Regions from separate parts of the Mus musculus genome. Here region 1 is linked to region 2. The links are chromatin contacts, called in public HiChIP or PLAC-seq maps. All regions are on one chromosome and are shown on one strand. The core of a region is the stretch at or near the end of the contact, and the rest is flanking DNA. Distances in the headings are between cores, read along the strand shown. Region 1 has its middle 100 kb from the start of Gm41335. Region 2 has its middle 15 kb from the start of Gm22521.

Region 1 (4,293 bases), core at 902-3,401, 440 kb after region 2:
AAGCCTTTTCAGGGCTGCTGTGGGTCAGATCTAGGACTTAAAATTCACTAACCACTTTACCCATTGAGGCATATTTGCACCCCTGTATCCAATCCTATAGCAACCCAAAGAGTTAATAGAATAAGCATATAATAGATTATATATTTGACAATCCATAGCCACTACTGACACTCTGTATCTTCATATCTATTCTTCATAGTTTTATGTTATATTCAACTCTGGATACTATGTATCACCTGAGGCAAAGTCATTTTCCTTTAATTTAGGTATGTCTCAAACGCACTCTGGGTGAATACAAAAATTTTCCAGTTTAGAAAAAACTATGACTTCACCACAGGTGAAACAAGAGAAAAGGGCATTGATGCTTTTAGACCACTCTCTATGAATTAGTAATACTTTACCAGAGTTTAAAGCTTCTCCTCGCCTGTGTGGTAGTTGTTTTGGTAGAAATGAGAGGCAGCATATTTTGGAAGTGAAATGAACAGGAAAGTACATCTAGAAAGATGGAGTCTATCTCGATACACAGCTTAAGATCATATGCTTGCTACTAGAAATTCCAAGATATTTATTTCACGTATGATTCTGTAATCAGGTGGGGAGGGGGCAGGGTCGTAGGGAAAGTGTATTTGTATTCCTGAACCACAGAGAATAACTTGCCCAAGAGCTTCAGACTCTGCTTTCAAGATGATTCTTCACATAGCTGGTGACCTGTTACTTATTATCACCCATGAGCAGTTTCTCTGTAGTGATCTCCAACAGTATGACAGCTATGAGCCAAGAAATTAGTACAGGGTATACACATTTCAATCGTCTGGCTTCTGAGATCACATAGTAGCAACTGGGTTGAATCTGTTAGCCTAGGCCTGAATTGTCACATATAGTTTCTACTACATAATGAGGTCATTAGAATGTAATTAAAATGAAGTGATATTAAAACCTATCCATATAATCATCCTAGCCGTGTCTTAGTGTCCAGCATAACCAATGGCTACAGTCTTAGCATTGTAGACATGACATTTTTATTGGTGTAGAAGATTCTATGAAATATCACTCATCTACAAAGTCACAAGGCCTCACTCAGTTTCAAGAAGAGACTCAGATGCTCTAAAGTGATAACTTTGCACTTTCGAAAGAGACATAGAGTGGGAGAGATGGTAGACATCTCCAGGACACAGTAACTTCTTGTAATCTGAATTTTTAAAAAATGGCATAGGGGAAAATCTTTCTCATGTAATGTATATTCCAGCATGAGTCCTATATATACTGTGGTTCAGTGACACTGCTGGGCATATACAAATGGAAACATGGCTTTCGAAGAAAAAGAATGGGAATGGTCAAAGTGGCATGACTTGTAGTGGAAACCATCAAGATGATAGGCATTTCATCTGTAGCAAAGGAGTCATTCCTTGTCTCTCAGATACCTTAACTGGGATTCCTGTAAAACCAGCAAAACTTCTAGAAGTTTCCATGTATGAACTCGAAAATAAGGTAATTCAGTCCTTAGTAGAGTGTTGTGAAAAATAACAAAGATCATATATGCTAAAGTTTCTCCTGTGTTACTAACATTTCACCAAAGCCACTTTGTAAATTGAAGACAATGATAGACATGTCAAAGGGACTCAAGCTTAGAAAATAAATTAGTGAGTAAATGAATGGATGGATGCTATTTCTTGTCACGCTTATATGTGCAAATCTACCAAGGCAACCTAAGTCAATGAGATACTATTCTGTATTTAAAAGTCATACAGCTCCCCGCAGGAACTCTTGACAGTTATTTAGCCCATACTTGGCAAGTTAGTATTGGAATCTTAGAAAAGCAAAGAGACAGAATTGCCTTAGGTCTAATAACTATCTAGTGGCTTACCTCTGCTCTGGGATTGCAGCTGGAAATCTCTTGAGAAAACGCCACCCACATGAAATTCCATTGCTTCAGGTTTCAGTGAGGGAGGGAGACCACAAGTATGGCCTTCCTGTTGGAATTTGGGAACTTCCACTCAGATCCAAACCAGAAGCAGGAAGCTCAATGCTTGCTTAGCAAGAAAGGGAGATGGATTTGCAAACACTGCAGCCCAGGCTTGCACAGACATAGCTCTTCCTTTGTCTATCACTCTCCATTTTACTAATGGTCCCAGCCTGCCAAGAAAGAATGTACATCTCTATGGCATGGAGCCAAACTGTCTCAATCACTCATAGTGTGCTGGAATTCAAACACAGGTGTGTCTGTCTAATTGCAGGTCTATTGTTCTCACATATGAACATTGTTTTGGGTTCAGACCTAGGGTGAGAGATAAGTATGCTATTGAAAATGGAGGATGAAGAAACACAAACTTAAAATATCCAATTCAAAACTGAAAGGAATCTGTGTTTTTATCAGACAGAAAAAAAAAGCATCGGTGGGTTTCTTTTAAAAGCTCTTTTCTATTTTGGTTATCTAGGTTAAGTGTTTATGGAGAAAGCCATAACTGAAGGTCATATTAAGAGAGAGAGAGAGAGAGAGAGAGAGAGAGAGAGAGAGAGAGAGAGAGAGAGAGAGAGAGAGAGAGAGAGAGAGAGAGAGAGAGAGAGAACACTCCAGGAGGACTAAACAGCATGAGCCAAAATGTGAAAGAGGGACCGCAGGTTCGGGAGATGAGAGCTTTCATTGGGAGAATAACTAGTACTACTTTTACTCAAAGTGTTTGAGAAAACAAGTAGTAAGAATAGTTTATTAAATACATACTATAAAATTAAGCCTGTGCTAAGCACTTCAGGTGTTTCTAGTCTTTTTGATTAACTGGGAAATTTTTGGTAACTTCAAAAGATCAAAGAGCTACAAAAGAGTGAGGTCGTATTTCTAACTTTGTTCTGACCTGCCTAGAGGATGATGATTTAGACTCCAGGAGATCAAACTTATGGCAGGCACACTTCTGGGTAGGAAGAGGAGGATTTTAATACACAAGTAGGCATCTTTCATTTTTTAGAGCAAGTCTGAAGCAGGATTCCAGCGAGGTGGAAACTGAAGATGCTGTAGCTGGGGACACAGTGAACACCAAGACCACAAACTAGCCAGGCCAGGGAGTGAGTTCCCCAGAGTCTCTCATCCTAGGAGAGAAATGCTACTCATCTGTTTGTGAAGTACTCAGTGCCAGTGCATGGAAGCTGGTTCTGGTTATACATACCCCAAACTGGCACGAGGGCACTATCAAGGGCATTCACTGTCAGAAGCAGAACTAGAATTGGAAGGAACTGCAGGTCACTTAGGTTCTAATTACACTGGCAGGTTCTAATCACCCTGACGTCATCGCTGGATAGTCTGTACTTCAGCAGCCTGCCTCCCAAACACAGTGTTTCTCTGAGTGATTCTGAGAACAAATGAATTTATTACCCTTTTCCGTCAAGAAGAAATTTCTTCTTGAAATTTTACATTTAGATATAAATGTGAAAATTGTCTCCCAGCATTTCTGTATTCTTTGCATTGCATTTGTTGCTTGAATAGAGGCCTTCATTGACTGTCCTTGCTCCTCCCGCCATCTCTATAGCACTCCATTCTATTCTTATGATCCTTTGTATTCTGCCTTGAGTGAATACAGTAGCCTTGGGAGCAGAAATCACCTATTTTAAAACACCCAAATACTGGGTGTATTACCTTTACTTTCAGTTTCTTCCAACTTTCAATAGCATAAACAAGATACACATTTTTTGCATCTAAGTCTCCATGCATATTTATGAATTTCTGTTTGCCTAGGAATGGAGTTACTTTCATCTAACATTTGAAACTCTTGGAACATTCTTTTTTTCCCAACGTATTCCTCAACTGCTCAAATTTTATGCCCAGTAAAGAATTTAAATACTTTCTTTAAAAGTGAGTTAATGAAGGTTAAAGAATTTTAAGATTTGACGAAGGAGAGGGCGCAGTTGTTCAGTGGGCAGGTGACTTCATTTGCATGCTGTTCTTAAACTGACCTTCTACTTCTTGTATTCTGTGACACTATGTCCTACAGTGTGGTACTCTTACCAGTAAGTTTGCAAGTGGAGTTGGCCATTGGGTGGCACCTTTAAATAATGGAAAGTGGGAATGGAGAAGTAACATAGTAGTTGCCCACTGATCCTCCACTTCAGGCATTACCACTGATGAGTGCTAGCCCTCTCCCCTGAAATTGGTCCTACTCCTTTCTAGATCACTCATCCTCTCTGATCCAAGCTCTCACATGATGACTCCATGACATGTGATTCCTGGCTAACTGGCTGTTTCAGCATCTGCATCCCGATGTATACCTGCCCTGTATATATCTCACTAAGATTGTTCCTGCCACT
Region 2 (4,602 bases), core at 2,011-4,510:
AGGCTCAAGTAAGATCGTAGGAGAGGGACAGAGAGAATATATAAAGTTAAAGGATAGGAAATAGTGTTGTAAAATGCTGTCTTTAGGACATGATGTGGACATTGTACTCATGAACTCACTGCAAATGATCAAGCCAACACAATGGGTCTACATTCTAACAGCCAGAACCCACTGAGATCAGGGGGTTAAGGAGACAGTGTGAAGTGGGGAGAAGAGAGTACTGGGAATGGATACCTTGGGGAGTTGGGAAGGAATAGTTGGGCATATCTGGGGTAAGTAGGAGAGAACAGTTAAGATGCATATGCCCAAGGTGCATCATTTCCATGCGTCAATCTGTCACAAGACAAATGAATGATATTCAATTTTAAAAAGAAACTTTCAACCAAAGAGTACCCATGGAGGGACCCATGGCTCCAGCTGCATACATAGCAAATAATGGCCTTGTTGGGCATCAATGGGAAAGGAGAGGCCCTTGGTCCTGTGAAGGCTCGATGCCCCAGTATAGGGGAATGCTAGGGAGTGGGTGGATAGGTGGGGGAACACCCTCATAGAAGCAGGAGGGAAGGGCTTGTAAAGGGAAAACTGGGAAGGGAGTTAACATTTGAAATGTAAATAAATAAAATAACCAATAAAAAATAAAGAAAAATAAAGAAACCTTTGTCAAGGCATGCACAACATGTCTCCATCATTAAACTTACCTTCCTTTGCCAAAAAGATTCATGAGATAGTGATCAGCACAGAGAGAAACACAAAGATGAGTAAGATGAATGTGTGCATGCACACACACACACACAGAGAGAGAGAGAGAGAGAGAGAGAGAGAGAGAGAGAGACAGACAGACAGACAGATAGACAGATGGACAGTCAGATAGACAGACAGACATAGTATTATATAATGTGCTGCATGATGCCCGGTACAAAGATTTTATCTATTTCCCAAGTGCACATGCACACTCACATGATCTCAATATGTAACATGTTTCTGTTCCTAGACCTAATATGTACCATCCACTAGCCTCAAAGCAAACACTTTTTAATTTCTCGTTTGGGAAAAATAAAACTAATCTAGGAGACAAAAGACAATACAGCAACATGGAGGACTCATCTATTTACAATTAGATATAGACTATGCTTTTTATTTTAGAATTAATATGCATCTCACTAATGCCCAAAATGAACTCACATTCTAAAGCTGGGTTAGGAGAAAGAGAAAGGGGAAGACCCCTGAGATCTGTGAATGACAAGGAAGAGGTGTGTTTGCACTTTTCACCAAGAAAGGCTTGAGAGAAGAATGCAAGCAATCCTTCTTGTGGAAACAGGGTAGTTCTCTGTGGTAAATCACCTGCCTGGGGCTTCCCCAGATCAAGAACACCGAGAAAGAGTTGCAAGCCCTTGACTAGAAAGACCATATTAGGGCTGAGGACCTAAAGTCCATCTGAATCTTATTGCTCTTATTGCTATTACATGCTCCTTTGAGGAGAGATTGTAAACATAATAACAATCATATTATCCCACTACCTCTTGAACAGATTATCTTTGCTGGTTGAATGTGTGTGTGTGTGTGTGTGTGTGTGTGTGTGTGTGTGTGTGTGTTTGCATGCACATTTTAGGAGAGTTTATTTACATTGGTGACTCTATTCCAGTGTATTTGACTCTTCTGTGATAAAAGAGGAACAGAAAAATGAGACTGAGAAAAGATAAGGTAAGAGTTGTCAGATCATCATTCCGGTAATTCTTTCTTCTAGACACCAGGCAAGGCAATGCACTTGGACCTAAAAACACACAGATCAGCAAAGCCTATTCTAGAGGCATCTATGGTCTAGATAGAGTAACCTAGGGCTTAGAGAGTATTATGAAAATGGTATCTATATTCTTAGGAATAAGGAAGGCACAGTGCTTAACACTGCATAGTTGCCCTATAGCAAGCAGAAACTAATCAGTATATTGCCAAAAGCCACAGGTGGCAATCCCTAGTTAGGGGATTCCCTAACTAGTTTGCTTTAGGCCATTACCTGGGTCCAGCTGGCCCAGCTGGCCCAGGTGTTGAGGTAGGGATGCACAGACATTCCTGTTAGTACTTCCTTCATGCAAATTCACATCCTCTCTTGATTAAAAAAAATCTCTATCAAATAAGTCTCTTGATAAAATTTTTTAAAGCAAATTCCTTTAAGGAAATGGATCAAGATATACTTCTAAACATATAAAAAGTGACGAAGTGACAATTTAGTAAGATATTAAAATCTTCAAACCCATGAACTTCCTGTTTTACTCTTCAAAAATGATTAAAGAAGACCGTGGTGTTGGAGACGATAATGATAGCCACCACAGTGTAGATAAAGTCAGTAAGAATAACAGGCATTGGAGGCATTCTCAGAGCTTCCTATGTCTAAGAATTTTGTATGCATTTCTGTGAGACCGTTATCCTGTTTCAGTTTTGCAGATAAAGAAATAGGACACTTGTTTGCCTCAGATCACACACATTTTCAAAAGGAGGACATGTGTTCAAATCTAAGTGTGCTTGACTGCAGAGTCTAAGTCCCTATCTGTTGTCTGCCCTGTGTGTGAAAGGAGATGCTGAGCTCTACTCCAAAGATCTCCACTACCTCATGGAGAAGTGAGGAAAGACAAGAAGGAAAATGAGGGGAAATGTCCTCTCAGAAGGGCAAAGAGGTAAAAGATTACATACTCTGTTAATGACTTCTATTAGGCGTTGCAAATCATTCCCCTACCCCACCCCAGACTCCAATAGTTTGTCCGTGTTCATGGCTTAGTCTCCTTGAAAGGTGTTTTTCAACCCATCCATATTCTCTCTAATTGGGTGTCAACTAAAATATCAGTTAGCGACTTCCATTAATAGACAATATTGCAAACTACAAAACATCTTTTCCTACTCTCTAGCTTCACACATGCAGGTGAGTTGCACTGAAGACCAAATATGAAAGAAAGAGAATCGCATTTACCCAGCTCAAGTAAAATGGGTAAATGGCTTTGCAGTCTCCCTCTGCTTGTCTGGCTCCACATGACATCTTCCTTGTGGAAAGTGCTTTATATATGTCACCCTGACCTCCATTTCCTCCCATCTACTATGAAAACTTGCTTAATGAGATTCCCGCCAAAAAGAAAGGTTATCTAGAACTTCAAAATTATTAAGAAAAGGAAGTTTGACTCGCTTGTGGAGGCTTCTCTTAAAGTACTATATATAGCAGTTGCTTTTATGTTCATAGCTACAGAGAAATACAACTTCCTGCTTTCTCTGAAAAATGGTGTTAGAGCTTGCAAGCTGGGGCTAGGCTCTAAAAAAATACTTGCATCCAGGTCATCAGCCTATGTGACTCATTAGAAGTCTGTGACTATGCAAAGCAAAAATGAATTTTTTTTTTTATCGTGGACCTTAGTCTTCACTTCAATTTTCTAATCCCAGGGAATTGTATATATTTTGTCTCTGAATTACTATTTTAATAATGTGTTAACAATAGAATTAGTCTATGACTTTCATCATCATTTCATTCAATGATTTTCCAATATGTATGACCATGTTGCCATTGTTTCTGAATAAATAGGCAAAGACAGAAGAGAACTGGTATTGAACATGGAATTAGAATCTATTTATCTTGGTCAGCTTACTTGTGTTTTTTTTTTTTAAGATTTATTTATTTTATATATGTGAGTACACTGTCAGACCACACCAGAAGAGGACATCAGAACCCATTACAGATGGTTGTGAGCCTCCACGTGGTTGCTAGGAATTGAGCTCAGGACCTCTGGAAGAGCAGTCAGTGCTCTTAACCACTAAGCCGTCTCTCCAGCTAGTCTTGCTTTTTCATCTGCACACAGGCCTTAGGAATATGCAAGTGTTGATAGCGAGACATTTATTAGTAAGGAGTCAGAGTTAATTGAACATCAACAAAATTTATTTTCTGCATTACGCTCTGAGTGTCAAATAAATATTTATTCCTACAAACATGAAAGTCACTTTTCTCATGCATTTTCTCATAATGTGTTATTTTTCATGGGTGGCAAATAAGTTGTTAAAATAACTGAACTACTTTTAAATAATATCTAAAAAAAAAAAAAAAAACCTCAGCTTTTAGTAATGCTAACTTTGAGTAATTGGATAAAGTGTGGTGTCAGACTTCATCAGTGCAAAGTCCCTTTTTCTCTGATTGTGTTCATTAAATTATCTGTTAGAAAACAATGCTGAAGTTGGAATGAACTGATAACAGGTGATTCCTAATGAGATGTGCTGACATTACTTGGGAATGCTTATGGCCAAGATGTGTAAATGAAATCTAATTGCTAAAATATATGAGGCTTAGGAGTCAACCTCTAAAGCTGTATACAAAAATGAGTGCTGAGTAATCTCTAAAAGTGTTAGTATTGGTCTGGGAAAATGACTCAGTGAGTAAAGGGCAGCCTGAGAAAGCATATAGACCTGTGATCCGATCATTAGTGCCCATATCTAAAGCTGGGAGCCGCCATGATTATCTGTTACTGCAGCACTGGAAAGCAAAGACAGCTGAATTTCCAGCTGCAACTCTGGGCTCCAGGTTCATTGAAACGCTAATTAAATAAAAATTTGGAGAGAAATTAGAGGATGACACTG

What was found. HiChIP or PLAC-seq counts read pairs in DNA pulled down with a chosen protein or histone mark.
Region 1: a contact with region 2 is called in an H3K4me3 HiChIP or PLAC-seq map of the SCID.adh cell line, with 4 times the contacts expected there. The contact joins two enhancer-like sites. A contact is called at or near these places in 4 of 115 datasets of contacts at active chromatin or transcription factors (CD8 T cells, the SCID.adh cell line, T-cell acute lymphoblastic leukemia and 1 more).

What each region holds. Positions count from the first base shown.
Region 1 is chr15:63,251,025-63,255,317 of GRCm38.p6, forward strand. No RefSeq gene overlaps it. Among named protein-coding and RNA genes, the nearest start is that of Gm41335, 100 kb to the right of the region's middle. Within about 2 kb of position 2,152, at least 5 of the 459 cell types and tissues checked have an H3K27ac peak or open chromatin away from gene starts, as enhancers often do. A contact at or near this core is called in the SCID.adh cell line, where this site is marked.
Region 2 is chr15:62,806,276-62,810,877 of GRCm38.p6, forward strand. No RefSeq gene overlaps it. Among named protein-coding and RNA genes, the nearest start is that of Gm22521, 15 kb to the left of the region's middle. Within about 2 kb of position 3,261, at least 30 of the 459 cell types and tissues checked have an H3K27ac peak or open chromatin away from gene starts, as enhancers often do. A contact at or near this core is called in the SCID.adh cell line, where this site is marked.